Regions from separate parts of the Mus musculus genome. Here all the other regions are linked to region 1. Evidence: chromatin contacts called from public Hi-C and HiChIP or PLAC-seq data. All regions are on one chromosome and are shown on one strand. Each heading gives the region's core, a stretch centred on a gene start, on an enhancer-like site or on the middle of the called end of the contact. The rest is flanking DNA. Distances are from core to core; before and after follow the strand shown.

What was found. HiChIP or PLAC-seq counts read pairs in DNA pulled down with a chosen protein or histone mark. Hi-C and Micro-C count contacts between places; a contact is called where the count stands out from the background.
Region 2: a Hi-C map of the N1E-115 cell line shows a contact between it and region 1, with 4 times the contacts expected there. The contact joins two enhancer-like sites. A contact is called at or near these places in 1 of 15 datasets of contacts at CTCF or cohesin (embryonic stem cells) and 6 of 484 Hi-C or Micro-C datasets (the Ba/F3 cell line, the N1E-115 cell line, cortical neurons and 1 more).
Region 3: a CTCF HiChIP or PLAC-seq map of large pre-B cells shows a contact between it and region 1, with 2.7 times the contacts expected there. The contact joins two enhancer-like sites. A contact is called at or near these places in 2 of 15 datasets of contacts at CTCF or cohesin (large pre-B cells and stem cell-derived epiblast-like cells) and 3 of 484 Hi-C or Micro-C datasets (the C10 cell line, adipose-derived mesenchymal stem cells and embryonic stem cells).

The regions. Positions count from the first base shown.
Region 1 is chr6:35,378,602-35,383,456 of GRCm38.p6, forward strand. No RefSeq gene overlaps it. Among named protein-coding and RNA genes, the nearest start is that of Gm38789, 32 kb to the right of the region's middle. Within about 2 kb of position 2,655, at least 58 of the 459 cell types and tissues checked have an H3K27ac peak or open chromatin away from gene starts, as enhancers often do. A contact at or near this core is called in the N1E-115 cell line and cortical neurons, where this site is marked.
Region 2 is chr6:35,000,310-35,005,164 of GRCm38.p6, forward strand. No RefSeq gene overlaps it. Among named protein-coding and RNA genes, the nearest start is that of Slc23a4, 25 kb to the left of the region's middle. Within about 2 kb of position 2,057, at least 29 of the 459 cell types and tissues checked have an H3K27ac peak or open chromatin away from gene starts, as enhancers often do. A contact at or near this core is called in the N1E-115 cell line and cortical neurons, where this site is marked.
Region 3 is chr6:35,649,187-35,654,041 of GRCm38.p6, forward strand. No RefSeq gene overlaps it. Among named protein-coding and RNA genes, the nearest start is that of Mtpn, 110 kb to the left of the region's middle. Within about 2 kb of position 2,420, at least 4 of the 459 cell types and tissues checked have an H3K27ac peak or open chromatin away from gene starts, as enhancers often do.

The DNA of each region.
Region 1 (4,855 bases), core at 1,405-3,904:
CCTCAGCCCTGCAGCTGCATTCTTACGCTGGCCATAGGGCTCTACCTCCTGTGACTCTCTGGAATGAAGAACCTCAGAACAGAACCTGTGACAATGTTCACCAGCTTGAGAAATAGGAAGTAGTTTCTGTGTAGCACCATCCTGCCACTAGCCAGCCTGGCCATTCTTAGAGGGTTTATTATTAAAAAGTAACCATCTTTACCCAGCGCCAAATAGCTATCTAAGGGAAAAACTCAACCGTGTGGATGTTCTTTCCCAGTGTTGTGTCATCCAAACATTTGGCCCCAGAGAGAATCCGGCATATGTGTGTATTTAGCACACAGACACCCAAGCTTTTGGACAAGAAACAGAAAACTCAGCAAACACAGGGAATCCTGGCATTTGTAGAAAGGAAAGTCGCAAGGCCGAGGAGTCTGTGGGTGGTTTCGGGCCAATGTCAACAGCCCCAGTATCTCTGAGAGCAGTAGAGACTCTGGTGAGAGACTCATCCCAGCCTAATGAAGTGAGGATAGGTGGCAGGGTCAACACTCACCTCCCCGAATGACCGCTCTGCCCTTTCTAGCTTCTGGGCTAAGGAGCATGTGTCAACTTGCATAGCCCCCAGCAGTCTGCTTTCTTGGCTCTGGCTTACCTTGGAAGGCAAAAATAAGTTCTTTGTTCCAGCATACCACAGCTACTTAGATGTGGAAACTTAGCCTTCTTAAGATCAAAATCCCATTACTCACCCTGCCTGCTACTATATTGGAAAGCTTGTGGCCCACAATTAGCACTGCTATAAGTAGGCTGGCTAAAAACGTACCTATCTTTGAAAAGGTGATGATGACCAGCCAGGAGCTAGCACATCTGGCCCGAGGTTTGGCATACGCATGCAGAACTATACTCAAGGCAGACTGTTTTGCAAGCTTTAGTCTTCATTGCCTCTCAGGGACAGTAGACAGAGAAAGGATTGGGGTCTCTGAGCTATCTGCCTCCTCTCACCTAGATGACTCCAAAGAAAATACATTGCCTTTGTCAGGCTGAGATTGATTAACATGACATGGTCTAGCCAGCTGTTAGGTTCTGTAACCTGCCACCCCCTGCCTCTGTCTCCCGTCTTCAGCTACATAATGAGGCTCTGTCTTAAAAAGCAAGGAGCTGGGAGTGTGGCTCGGTGGTTGAGTGCAAGAGCACAAAGCTCTGGGTTGGAGCTCCAGCACAGTCACAAAGAAAACCAGAAAAAGAAAAAAAAAATTCACATGGTTTCTTGCTAAGGGGGCATACCCCGAACGTTGCTTCCCTGTTCGCGATCCCTTACAGTCTAGGCTGGAAGAATTCTGTTTCTCAGAAGGCCCATTCTTCATCCAAAACATCAACAACCCCCCACTGCCTTTGAACATCGAATCAGAGCAAAGCAAACAAGGGAACCAGAGCGACCCATAGTGAAAGCGGGAGGGGCCTCGCGCTGGTTGCCGGCAGCAGGTGGCGCCCTTGGGTCACCCTCTTCAGTCTCTAGCAGAACAGTGCCTCCTATCTGTCAAAACCCTTAACTTGTCTTTCTCAGCCTTGAGTGTTCCAGCTTGCTGACTCTCTCAGCTTAGGAACTCCCTCCTTCCCTCCTCAGGCAGGGCCCACATGCTGTCCTTGCAATGGGCAAGGAGTTGCATTTCTGGGTGGATGGAAGCACATTTATTATACCACACACAGCGGAAAGAAAACAATTCCACCCAGTTCCCCTTTCTTTAATTAAAAAAATATTATTGTTGCTGTTATTATTATTCCTATTATTATTACTACTACTATTACTTATTATTTGTGTGTGTGTGTGTGTGTGTGTGTATGGTTATTTTGCCTGAATGTATTTCTGTACACCACATACATGCCTGGTGCCTACAGATCCCCTGGAACTGGAGTTCTAGATAGTTGTATAGAGTCATGAGGGTGCTGAGGAATTGTGCCCAGGTCCTCTGGAAGAGCAGCCAGTGCTCTTAACTACTGGTAGTAGATGGTTACAGAGTCGCTTCAAGGATGAAATCAGGTCTTTGCATATGCCTGGCATACCTGTCTTCTGAGAGGCTCTACCAGCAGCTGATCGAGACAGAGGCAGATAATTACACCCAACCATTGGACTGAATTAAGGTTGAATTAAAGGAAAGATTGAAGAATCTGAAAGGGAGGGCGACCTCATAGGAAGACCAGCAGACTCGACTAACACAGAACCCAGGGAGCTCCCAGAGACGGAGCCACCAACCAGGAGCATACACAGCCAGGTCTGAGGCCCCTGGCACATATACAGCGGAGGTCTGCCTGGTCTGGCCTCAGTGGGAGAAGATGCACTTACTCCTCCAAGAGACTTGAGGACCCAGGGAAGGGGGAGGCCTGCTGGAGGTTGGGAGCACCCTCTGGGAGGCAAGTGGGAGGAGGAATAGGATGAGGAATGGTGGGTCGGAGGGACGGGGGGGTGGGGGAGGAGGTCAACGACTGGAATATAAATAAATAAAATAACTTAAAAAAGAAAGGAAGAACGGAAAAAAGTGGAGTGGCATATGTAAGTTCACTAATTGCCCACTAGATGGCACTCTCTTCCCAGGAGAAAGGAAACTTGCGAAAGGGGAGAGGTACTAAACGTTGAGCCAGCTGCCTGAGGGCTGGCTTCTGTTTGCCTGCTCTAATCCATTGCATTTGGGCAGTTAGCTTGAGAAGAGCAACATTAAGGTCAAAATCAGTGGTCCACAGCCTTAGGAATGTGTCTTCTGTGGCCATTTGTGTCAGCATTAATTATTGCCAGTGTAGGGGAGGGGAAGGGAGTAGAAATACACCCAGCTCAGCCGGGAGTCTTGTGTTTGGAGACTAAGGGTGTTGGGGGGATATTAAGATTGACCCTGAAGCTCTAGGATGTGACCAAATCGCTCTTCATGGTCCAGATGGAAGACATAGGAGATGGCTGAGACTCCTTTATAGATGCTGAGTTCTTGGACTGCCTTGTCCCTCCTGCTTGGGACACTTTCCACATCATCTACACACCACTGATCCACACTGACAGTAAAACCCTGTGAATTCTAAGGGCTGTAAAGAGGAAGCTTGCCACCCTGGCAGCTTGGTACAGATTTGAGCGCCTGTCTACCCACTTTAGGTCATTGGCATTTTCTGGAGTGGGTCTTGGCCCAAACACAAGCTTTCTCTTTCAAACCACTTTGGTCACACACACTAACTTTCCCTCCCTTAAGCGCCGCCCCATACCAGCACCCAACCTAGGCTGGGTTGGCTGATGGCCCTGTAGCTTGCACTTCCATGGTTACCTACTGGTTCAGCTGCTACTGGTGGTGCCTCAGTTTCCTCTTCTGCTCATACATATTCAGCCCTGCTTTGACAGTCTTCCCAGGCCGCATACCTTTGCTTAGGGGCTTCCATTTTCCTCAGACGCCAATGGCCTGGGTTCCTGGACATTTCCTCTGCGGCACCCAACGCTACAGATCCAGTCCCCTCCCCAGGAAGCCGGGAGCCCTCCCTGAGCCCCTCAGCTATGCTCTTTGTACCCTGCTTTTATAGGTACGAGGATTGGAAAGTGGGCTATGGGGTTTTCGGTTGAAGCAGTGCTGTTCTTCCTGCTCAGTTCTGAGCAGGCTGCGAGCTGCTGGGATTGTTTTTTATTCCACACCTGAATCAAGAGTAGCATATTGCACAGTGGCTTCATCTTTTAGCCTCACAAACTGTGGCAAGGCCAACATCCTCCCCAGACGGTCATGGCCCCGAACTGCTTTGAAGGAAACAACCATGTCAGGACACCAATATCTTTTCCTCCCTTTTTTTGTTTTTCTTTTTTGTTTGCATTCTCTAAATAAAATAGAGAATGTCGGTATCTGGAGAGGCACATAAGGTCAAGTGTGTGTTTATACAAGGTGATCAGATTGTGTTTGAATGCCGAAGGAAAATGGCATGGGAAATAAAGTATTTGTGGTTGTTGACAGTGAAGAAGAAAACAGGGAGGCTTTCAGCCATTCTCTGTCCAAGTGTTTTCAGGCATGGGCACTTTGAGAATAAGTCACTAGGTCCACTAGTAACACATACATCCTTCTGCGAAAGGCTGCCTTCTCTGATGACCAGTTCTACCAACCCTTTCCTAATTCTACCATGAAGTTCCCCTTCTCAATTCACGATCTTGATCTGCTTTTGGCATTTCAGTCTCTTATAGCCTTTTCCCTTTCAGTGTCTGTAGAAGACTGACACCATCAGTGGCCCAGGAATGGCTTCTGTAAATCTCACCTTTTGCCCTGTAATGCTCTGTCCCAGTCTACCCTGACTCGGTGACCCAGAGTCTGGTGTGGTCACCAAACCGGATCAGCATAGAGGTGACTTTGCAAGGACACAGTGATGACTAGAAACAGGAGTGGGGCTGCTCAGATCAGCAGCGTGGAGCAACCCATCCTTCAGCTCATGAACAAAAGTAACTGTTTACAGTTGAAGGACCCCGTAGTGCTGCGGTGGCTGTTGGGTAGCAACACTGTGACCATACGTGCTGAAGCTGGCATTGAGATTGCTCTTTGTTTTGAGGAAGGGGGTCTTGTCATGGTATCTAGGACGGCCTTGGGCTCCCAATCCTTCTGTCTTGGCCTAGTGTAGAGCTGGGATTCCAAATGCTGGTCATTATTTCTGGCCTATGGCATTGGATTGGAACACCATAAAGGCCAGTCTTACTGTTGAGACTCTGGATGGCATCAAGTCGGCCCCCTCCCTCCTCTTCCTGTCCTGGCTAGTGGGAGAGGACTGCGATAGTATTGAGAGGGTTTGATGACTCATTTTAGTGTAAAAGCAAGCAGGAAATCATGGCTGTGTAGTATGTGTGGTGGAGAAAGATCTCTAAGAATAGGGGAAGGGACAC
Region 2 (4,855 bases), core at 807-3,306, 380 kb before region 1:
GGGGTCCCCGAGAGCTTTATTGAGGACTTGGGATGACTCTCTTTCCCTGGGAGTCTTTGGAAGGAGATAGGCTGATGACCACTAAGTAGGGGCAACTGGGAACAGTGCAACCCACACACCTATAGTGTCTGCAGGGCCTGATACCATGAAAGTAAACACGTTGGTCTCACACGTCATGTAAAGAGTTACAGAATTTATAAATCAAGCAAGCAAACTGATCAGTGTACTGGCGTCCAGCCTTGACAGATACTCCTTAAGAACAACCTAACAGCCAATTTTCATTTTCCCCTTGGAATTCAGACTCCCTGAACTCTGTGTTCAAACAGGGTAGCAGAGGGAGGCCAGACCTTGGCTCATAACCACCCTCCTATCATTGAGTTGCTCGTCCATTGTTCTCTGCCCCAGAACTCCGGGGTGTGCGCAAGCAGATGCTCCAGTCCAAACATCTAAGAGCTGCCCACTCTCTACCTCCCTGGCAGGAAAACAAAAGGTAGATATGAGAGGGCAATCAGAAAATATGGAGCACAGGCACCAAATAATGACCCATAGAAAACTATTCATAGCAGTTGGTCAAAGGCAGGAAGTTATGACAGAGCTTGGAAGTCTTGACAGCAGTATGCATTCAGTACTCCAACCACATGTGGCCGGGAATAGCTGGAAGGCAGCTCCCAGCGGGTCCAGAATCTTCCCAGTGGTGACCAGAACCTAGGCCCACCCCTAGCCCATGGTTTCCCTAATAGCTAAGCGTTTTCCTTTATTTAAACTGACAAAACCAAGGAGCAAAATAGAAGGTTTCATGCATTGTGTGGGAAGGGAGACTATGGGACATGCTGGACAGCTACTGGACATGCAAGACTAACAAACAGAAGGCGGAAAGGTACCTCCATGGCCCTCATCTCTGAATATCAGACAGATAGGGAAAAGGCTTACAGCCCTCTCAGCAGGCGCTAGCTTAGGGGCCAGCTACTCACAGAAAGAGCAGGAAGAGAGGAGAGCCACACTCCAGGAAGGTACAGGTCAGGGTTCTCTCCCTCCCTTCCTCTTCCTCTTCCTCTTCCTCCTTCCTTCCTTCCTTCCTCTTCTTCCTTTCTCTATTCTTCCCTTCTTCTCTCTCTGTCCCTCTCTTTGTTTTTTGATAAAAGGTCTTCCTACAGCTTAGGCTGGTCTTGAACTCTTGACTCCTCTGAGCCTGGAGTACTAGAATTATAGACAAGCATCAGCACAGCCAGCTCTTCTAGTTGCTGCCCCCCCCCCCCATTGTGTTCCCTTTACCAACCCACTTGCTCCATGCCCTAACTATTGTTCAACATACCATTTGATATGGAGGAGCAGCAGTCTGCTGTAATCCAGAGCTAGTAATAAGGGAAGACATTCTATTCCTTGGCTGGAAGTCAAGACAGGAACCTGGAGCATGAACCCTGAAGGAATACTGTTTACTGGCCTGCAGGGATGTCTGTGCAGGCATTTTCTTGATTGGTCATGAATTTAGGAGAGCCTAGCTCACTGTGGGTGGTGCTATCCCTAAGGAGATGGGCTGAGTACATAAGATTAGATATGGCTGGCGAGACGGCTCAGTGGTTATGAACAAGGATGTCTCATCCAAACAAAGGACATGAGTTTGGTCTCTAGGACCCATAGGAAGCAGCTCACAAACACCTGTAATTCCAGTTCCAGGATGCCTGTGGCCTCTTGGGGGCACAAGCGTGTGCGCGCGCGCGCACACACACACACACACACACACACTTTAAAATGTAGTGGAGCACTGGCTGAGGAGCTTAAATAAAGCAAGCCTGAAGTTCTCTCCTTTCTTCAGTTCGTCTGAAGCTGGGCAGAGTTCATCTAACTGGGGCTGGATTCAAAACTAAGCATCATGGAACTTAAACGGGCAAATGGAAAGAAAAATGAAAAGGAACTCCGAGAACTGGCCACGGATCTAGGTGCTTAAATGGAAACCCGGCACAGCTTTCCACCGAAATGTCATCTCATCTCAGAGCATATGCACAGAGACGTGGGCTTTTCCGGATCTCTGACATGAAGGAGCCTGCTCTCTCCGTCTGCAGCAGTTGATGGGAACGGGAAGCTCGCCAGCTCCTCGTCATCATCAGCAGATTTCTTAATTAGCTTGCTGATACTGCCGGCGTTTTGGAGCGGAGCCCTGCCTCTGCTATTTTTAGGGGCTTGTACTAGGAACCCACCTGCCATTTAGCTCTCCTGTCTTCATGAGTGACACGGATATGGACGCAGAGGATGAAATGGGAAAGGAACACGGACGGCCTGGTGAGGTACCCAGAAGAAGCTCTCCCCACAGCTCGAGCGCTCTGGCCCCATCTCCTCTTCCCATCGCCAGAGTTTTCAGAACAGCTCCTGGTCTTAAAGATGACCTCAGGGAAGAGGACAAACCAACGTTCTATGCCAAAGAGTGCCAAGTCCCAGTGTGCAGCGGCTAACTTTGCTGTATCCCCAGGTCCTACACAGCATCCATGTCTTTTAAAAAAAAGAACCCAAATTAAAAAACAAACAACTCGTTGTGGAAGCTGCAGTGTGTCCCACAGAATACCCCTTGGCTCACACTTCTTTGCTTGCAAACGTTCACTGCAATGAGCCATTTGTCTGGTCTGAGGCCTCTGGCTTCTGCTCCACCATCCATACTAGAGCCTTACGGGACCTCTCTCAGGTATCTTGTTGTCCGGTAACTGTTAACTTATGCAGTAGTCACACGGCTGGTGAGAAGCCGGAAGCCCTATAGAGCCGGATCCAGGTTTACCCACACCCAATGAATCACATGTCAACAACATGTCAGAGTTCCTGTCAGCAAAGAAGTTGGGAAATGGGAACGCTCATATATTGGAGAAATTAGTCTTCACTGGCTGGTCCATCTCTACAGTAGCCTGTAGTGGTAAACATTTGATATTAATTGGGGGTTTCTACCCTGCCTTTGATCATTCAGTTCCCAGGTAAAAGACACAAAACCTTTATATTTATAATAAGCCTCAAACAGCACAAGAGCTGGGCCGACATCTCCCTCTAAGCTGTTAGTATCTACTTCCCTATCAATAACCCTGAGTTACAACTTGCTGTGTTCTACCTGGGCTGCTTTTACTCCAATTGGTCAGCCTTTCAAAATGGTGTTTTCCTGATTCACCTTCCTCACAGTATCTTCTTCACCTCCTCTTTCTTCCTTGTGGTCTCTGCTTCAAACTCCAAGCCCTGGAACTGAAGCCCCACCTACCTCTCTTCTGCCCAACTATAGGCTGTAGACATCTTTATTAACCAATCAGGGATAACTTGGGGGGCAAGGTTACAAAGCATCACTTGGTGTACTAAGGATCCCCTTGTCCCTGGGGGCAACAAGATTTTGGGGGGCAGTGTTTAGCATTACAACAGACCAAACCTCAACAGTTGCCATTCAGTCTTTTTAAACTTTCAAGGGAATTTGGTTACAGCATTATTCATGATGGTAAAACTATATGAGACAAAGAGAAAGCTTATTGTCCTAGTTAGTTATTGTCAGCTTGACACAACCCAGAATCCCTGGAAAGACGGACCCTCAACTGAACACCTGCCTTCATCAACATGGCTGTGAGACACTTTTTTTTATTGCTAATTAATGTAGGGTACAGTTCACTGTGAAGAGTACTAACCCTGGTCAGGTGGGCCTGGGATGTGTAAGGGAGCACTGGCCAGGGAGCCAGCCAAAGATGAGCCAAGAAAGCATCGTCCTTCACTTCTGCCCCTGTCTCCTCCTGCCTTGAGTTCCTGCCCTGCCTACCTTCAGTGATGGATTGTGACTTGGAAATATAAAATGAGATAAACCCATTCCTCCTTGTGTATGGATGCTTTATCACAGCAACCGAAGGAACTTACTAACTAGAAAATGGCTGAGTGGCTCTAGTATTCAAACACGACTGCAATAGAAGACAATTTTTAAAAATATATTGCAACAAATTGAATGAAGAAGCAGGTAAGAGAATTCAGCCAGTCTCCACTAACCCAGATATTACAGAAAGTAACAAAAAAGCAGAAATCTCTGGATAGTACAGTAGTATTATATATGTCCCCCACAGCCATGCTTCAGTCCCCAGGACCAAAAGAGGAAAACACCACTCTCCACTGCAACTTGATCCTAAAAACACAGGTATTTCCCACTAAACGGGCTAATTATATTAACGTGCTTCAACAATATGAGCATATTATTGTTCCTGTAAATAAATGAACACCTAAATATCCCAATAATAATGCCTTTGAATGATAGTTACAGAAAACTATACATTCAATTAGGAAAAAAATTTTTAGATATCCCAAGGGGAAAAATTGGTCACTAATCTAAATAATGTGCTTACATACGTTGATGACTTTAAGGGAATGCCACTGTGATAAATTACTTACAAAGCAACTGAAGGGAGAAAGGTTTATTTAGCTGGTAGGTCAAGGCAAAGCTCAGTGGCTTCTCTTACAGCCAGGGAGGGGGTGGTACTACCGCAGTGAGGAGCTTCCCAGCGAGGTGGTTTGAATGAGATTGACCCCATAGGCTCACAAGGTTGAATACTTGCTCCCACTCAATGGAACTCTTTGGGAAGGATTGGGAACTTTGGTCTGTTGGAGGAGGCGTGTCATCAAAAGTGGGCTTTGAGATCTCAGAATGGCATGCCATTCTCAGTTCTCTCTCCCTCTCTCTCTCTCCCGCTCTCTCCCTCTCTCCCACCTCTCTCCCTTCTCCCCTCTCTCTTTCTCTCCCTCCCCTCCCCTCCCCCTTCCTCCCTCTCAGATCTCTCCCCTCAGATCCCCCTCCCTCATTCTCAGATCTCTCTCCCTTTCTCTTCCTCTTTCCTTCTCTCTCTCCCCTCTCCCCTCCTCA
Region 3 (4,855 bases), core at 1,170-3,669, 270 kb after region 1:
CCCTAGGGAGCTTTGACTTCCTTTGTCATTCACCTTACAGTGTAAGCCAGATCATTCAGTGATCCTCACACGTGTGGCCCTGCAGTACTCCCCAGGGTGGCCATCTCTGCATGTTCAAATCTAGCCTGCACATCACACATCTGTCCCAATAGCATCTTCTAGAGCTGTCTAGACCCGGTCAGCAAAAGAGTCTCTTCTTTCTACATAACTCCCTTAACAGCAAAACAAAACCAAACAAGCAAAATAAACAAAACACCCCATTTACCTTTTCTGTCCCAGCTTATCTTTCTAGGAAAGAAGACTCTTGGAAAATTAGCATTCAAAGGATGCTCTTTTGAATTTATTGGTCAGAGGACAGAGTGGGCTATGATACAGCCTCAGGCAAAACCTCAGGTGACCCCCAAGGGGTTCTCTCAGGGTTGTATCACATTAGGTGCGCAGTCTGTCTCTTTACTCAGCTCAGTACAGCAGTTATTGATTTCAGGTTGTTTGGGACTAAGATTCAGTAAATGAATGTACAATGCGATTCTGTTAAATTTGAATCTCAGATAGACAGTGAATGAGTTGTGTGTGTGTGTGGTGTGTGGGTGTGTGTGTCTGTACACACATGTATACCCCATGCCATATTTGGAATATATGGACTCTAAAATAATTTGTTGCTAATCTGAAATTCAAATTTAACTAGGTGTTCTTACTCAGGAAGGAGAGCACAATCCTGGTTTAGGTAATTTTCAGCAGAGGTGAATCCGAAAGAGGCTGGCTGAGGAGAGCTGCAGGTAGGCAGCACTGCCAGTGGGAGGGACATCAGCTCCTCAGTTTGGAGGGGGATGTGTGCTGGGTACCACAGCTTCCAACACACACATGTAGCACTGTGCATGTGACATTCACTTGCATTTGTATTGTCATTAGTTGTCAGTGTGAGATCTGATTGTGTGAGTGGGCTTCTAGGATCTGAAGACTATTTGGTAAAAAAATAAAAGGAGGTTTCTTGGGTAGGTCCTCTCTCTTGTTGAAGATAAGGAATAATAAATACTGCTAGAATATCAGTGGTATTCAACAATGAGACAAATGGCATTCCCTTCTGCATCCCCCGGATGCTAGGGGAACACTGTCCTTTATGCTCCATGTAATTCTTTACTATGAGCAAGCAGGATGGCTTGCATTGATGACTGATTCTGTTCCATGGTATTACATAGCTGTGAACTTCATGGGAACATCACATGCCTGCTCTGCGGCAGCTTACTTGGAGAATGAAGCACAGATCTGCTGCTTCGTCAGGATGACTGAATCTGTTTGTGAAGAACGGTCCAAAGCATTGAGCTCATTGGTTGCTTTGGATGTTAGGTCATTGATTGCCTGCCAGACTTCCAGCTGCATCCCTAGTCCACCTCATTTTCATTTTTTAAAAATAGAATTGCTTCTGATAAATAATGTCTTCACTTTATCTTTTGGTTTACCTTGAACAATTCTGTATAATTACAGAAGAGTTCTAGGCATCCTGCCAAACATAAAGACATATTCATAATAATAATAAAAAAGCTGATGACAATCCACAAATTCGTTGATTAGTTATGTGTTCCTGTGTAGTCTGTGTGTTTCTTTGGGTACATCTGTGCTTGTGTTTCCAGGTATGTGCATGTCTGTGTGAAGGTCAAAGGTTGACTCTGAGTGCCTATCTCTGTTGTGTTCCTCCTTAGTTTTTGAGGCAGGGTGTTTTACTGAGCCTATACCTCTTATATTCAGCTATGCTGATTGGCCACTGAGCTCCGGATCCACTGATCTCCCCACAGTTCCTGAGCTGGGTTACAGAGGAACACTACAGTGCACAGCTTCTTATGTGGGTGCTGGGTATTTGAACTCAGGTCCTTATGCTTATGCCATCAGCTCTTGACAGACGGACTCACCTACCCAATCCCGAATAAATCTATATTTAGACATTTCTATTTGCCATATACTCTTCTAAGCACTGGAAATACAGAGAAGTAAATAAGAAAAACCTCTGCTTTCATTGGGTTTGTGTTTAAGCTATTAGCATGAAGATAGATTTAAAGCAATAAGCTGTAAATCAATAGTAAATGTTACAGGACGAATCAATGGTTCATGAGGGGCCACAGAACATCACAGCTTTAAACTGACCTGGCATGACACGCATGCTTCACTGGTGCTTTACTTGAAGTTGTTTTCATGGTTCATCTGTGGGGACCTTTTATGTTACAGATTGCCCTCCTTCTGAGAGGCCGAGGGAGGACCCTCCTTGGATATCAGAGGTTGCAGAAGTTGGGCCTCTCTCAAGTACCTGCCTTCTTTTTATCTCCTCTGAACAACGTATCATGTGTTACCCACCACGTAGTTAAGCTCACAAGGAAACTAACACCCTGGTCACGGGCTGGATGCCAACCTTACTCTGGTTTCACTGTACCTTTTCTACCTACTTCTGCCTTTGTGCCAGCTGACTCACCTCCTTCTCTTAAACTTCAGTTTGCATTGGTAAGCAACCTTGATGGTTTTAGCAAAGAAAGGCACAATAAGAGAAATAAAGCAAATATCCACACACTTATAGACATACACAGAATACACACACACACACACACACACACACAGATAAAACACACAAACCATCATGTGCTCATGGAGCACAGTGTCCTTATTTTGCTGTTTCTGTGATTGTGGGGTGTGTGTGTGTGTGTGTGTGTGTGTGTGTGTGTGTGTATGTGTGTTTGTGTATGTGTGTGTGTGCATGTGTGCATGAGAGAGAGACAGAGACAGAGAGACAGAGAGAGACAGAGACAGAGACAGAGAGCTGGGTCATGTCATGTGGAATATGGGGGGTTGGTCCCCATACTCTACTTTGAGACTTCTGCCTTTGTTTCTATGTTCCCTGAGCTAGCTGACTTAGCTGGCTTAGCTGGCCTGGGGGCTTTCAGGAGTTTTCTTGTTTCTCCCTCCATTTCCCCACTGGGATTACAGATATGGTTACCACTTCCAGCTTCATTCGGAGATTTGAATTCCTCATGCTTGTGTGATACATATTTTACCCACTGAGCCATCTCCCCACTCCCTGGAAATTTTGTTAGAAATTTTAATTTAAAGATGTGATGATGTATATGTCTGTGGCTCTTCGAAATCCTCTCCTAAAAATTTTCAGTTAGTGAGTTTTAAAATCCTCCCATAATTTGAAACATCATTCTTAAGATAGAATAGTTTTGTATGCATATGCTTGTGGGTCCACGTTCTACCCCTCCAGCTGGGCATGGCAGCTGAGGAGGCAAAACGTGGGGAGCTCTTGACTGTGTCTCCCTGCACTGCTTACGTCGGGTGCTAGGCCTTAGGGAAGCACCAGGACACCACTCTAGGGGTGAGAAGATGCAGGCTAAGATGTGGGGGGCTGAAGTTGGGGTTTTCTGATTTTCTGGCATCTAGTCACCACTAGAAAATCACACAAAGAAATCAAAAGAAGTTGAGAAGGAAGGATCAGTGGTCTACAGTCCAGGATGAGGCTAGAACTGTTAGGGGCCTGAGGGCTGAGGACAGTGACTAGCCTGGGGCAGGGGGAAATAGGAACTCTGGCTTAGGTCATTGGCAAAGGGAGTGGCAGTTTGCTGGATGCCCAGAGAAGCCTTCTATGGAAGACTTAGACCCATGGCTCTGTAGGCCAAGACCGTCCTCATGCTCCCCATAATGGTTCTTGATGAAAGAGACAGTCCATGCTTATTCATATCATTTATTGACTGTTCATAGTAGAAAATGGATGCATACCATCTTCTCAGGGTATACTAGAGATTAAATACCTTTTGCAAGGAGAATTGTTTGGGGAGGAAAGCTTATTGGCTAAGCCCTCGGGGCCTCTAGGTACTTCATTAGCATGGAGAACTCTGTTCTGGGATATATGACTGATGTGGGGAGTGAGGTCACATGTTTTGGGCCAGGAATCTGGCAGGGAGAAGGAGGTGACTTCTATCTCAGGTGTGATTCCGGGGTCTCAGACCCACTCTACCTTTCCAAGTTTCCTGGCATGGTCCCTTGTTCCACATGTGTCTGTGCGCACACAAACATGCCTCACAATTCTAAGGAAGACACCATGGTTCATTTATCACCCAACCCAGGTTACAAATGCTTGCTCTTTGGTTTTCATTTAAGTAATAATATGTGTTCTTAAACTCTTCTTTTTAAAAATTATCTTATTTTATGTGTATGGGTATTTTGCCTGCATGTATATCTCTGTATTATGTGCATGCCTGGTGCCTGTAGGGGCCACAAAAGAGTGTCAGGTGCCTTGGAAATGGAGTTTCAACTGGTTATGAACCACCAAGTGGGTGCCAGGAACAGAACCCACATCTTGTGGAAGAGCAACCAATGTTCTTAACCTCTGAGCCATTGCTGTAGCCCACAGTGTTCTTCATTTTTTTATAGCAAAAAACAAACAAACAAACAAAAACCCAAGAAAAGTAAAGATAGAAGAAACAAATATTTACCATAGCCAAGCATCAAGGGACTGCCAGTATTCAGAAAACTTAGGCATGTAAGTTTTTCTTACTTTAAAAAGGCCAGAAGTGGTGACACACACCTGTAATCTCAGTACTCAGGTTGCAGACACAGGCAAATCTCTGTGAGTTGGAGGCCAACCTGGTCTACATAATGAGTTCTAGGCCAGTAAATAGTGAGACCCTGTCACAAAACAAACAAACAAAAACAAACAAATGTGCCAAGCTTACATGATTGATATGGCTCTTATATCTTGATTTTTATATCACCATATATAAGTAGTTCTCTATGACATTCAAAATTCACTGTAAACGTGACTTTTAATCTCTGAGTAATATTTTGCCCTATAATACTGTGCTAATCTGTTTCCAAT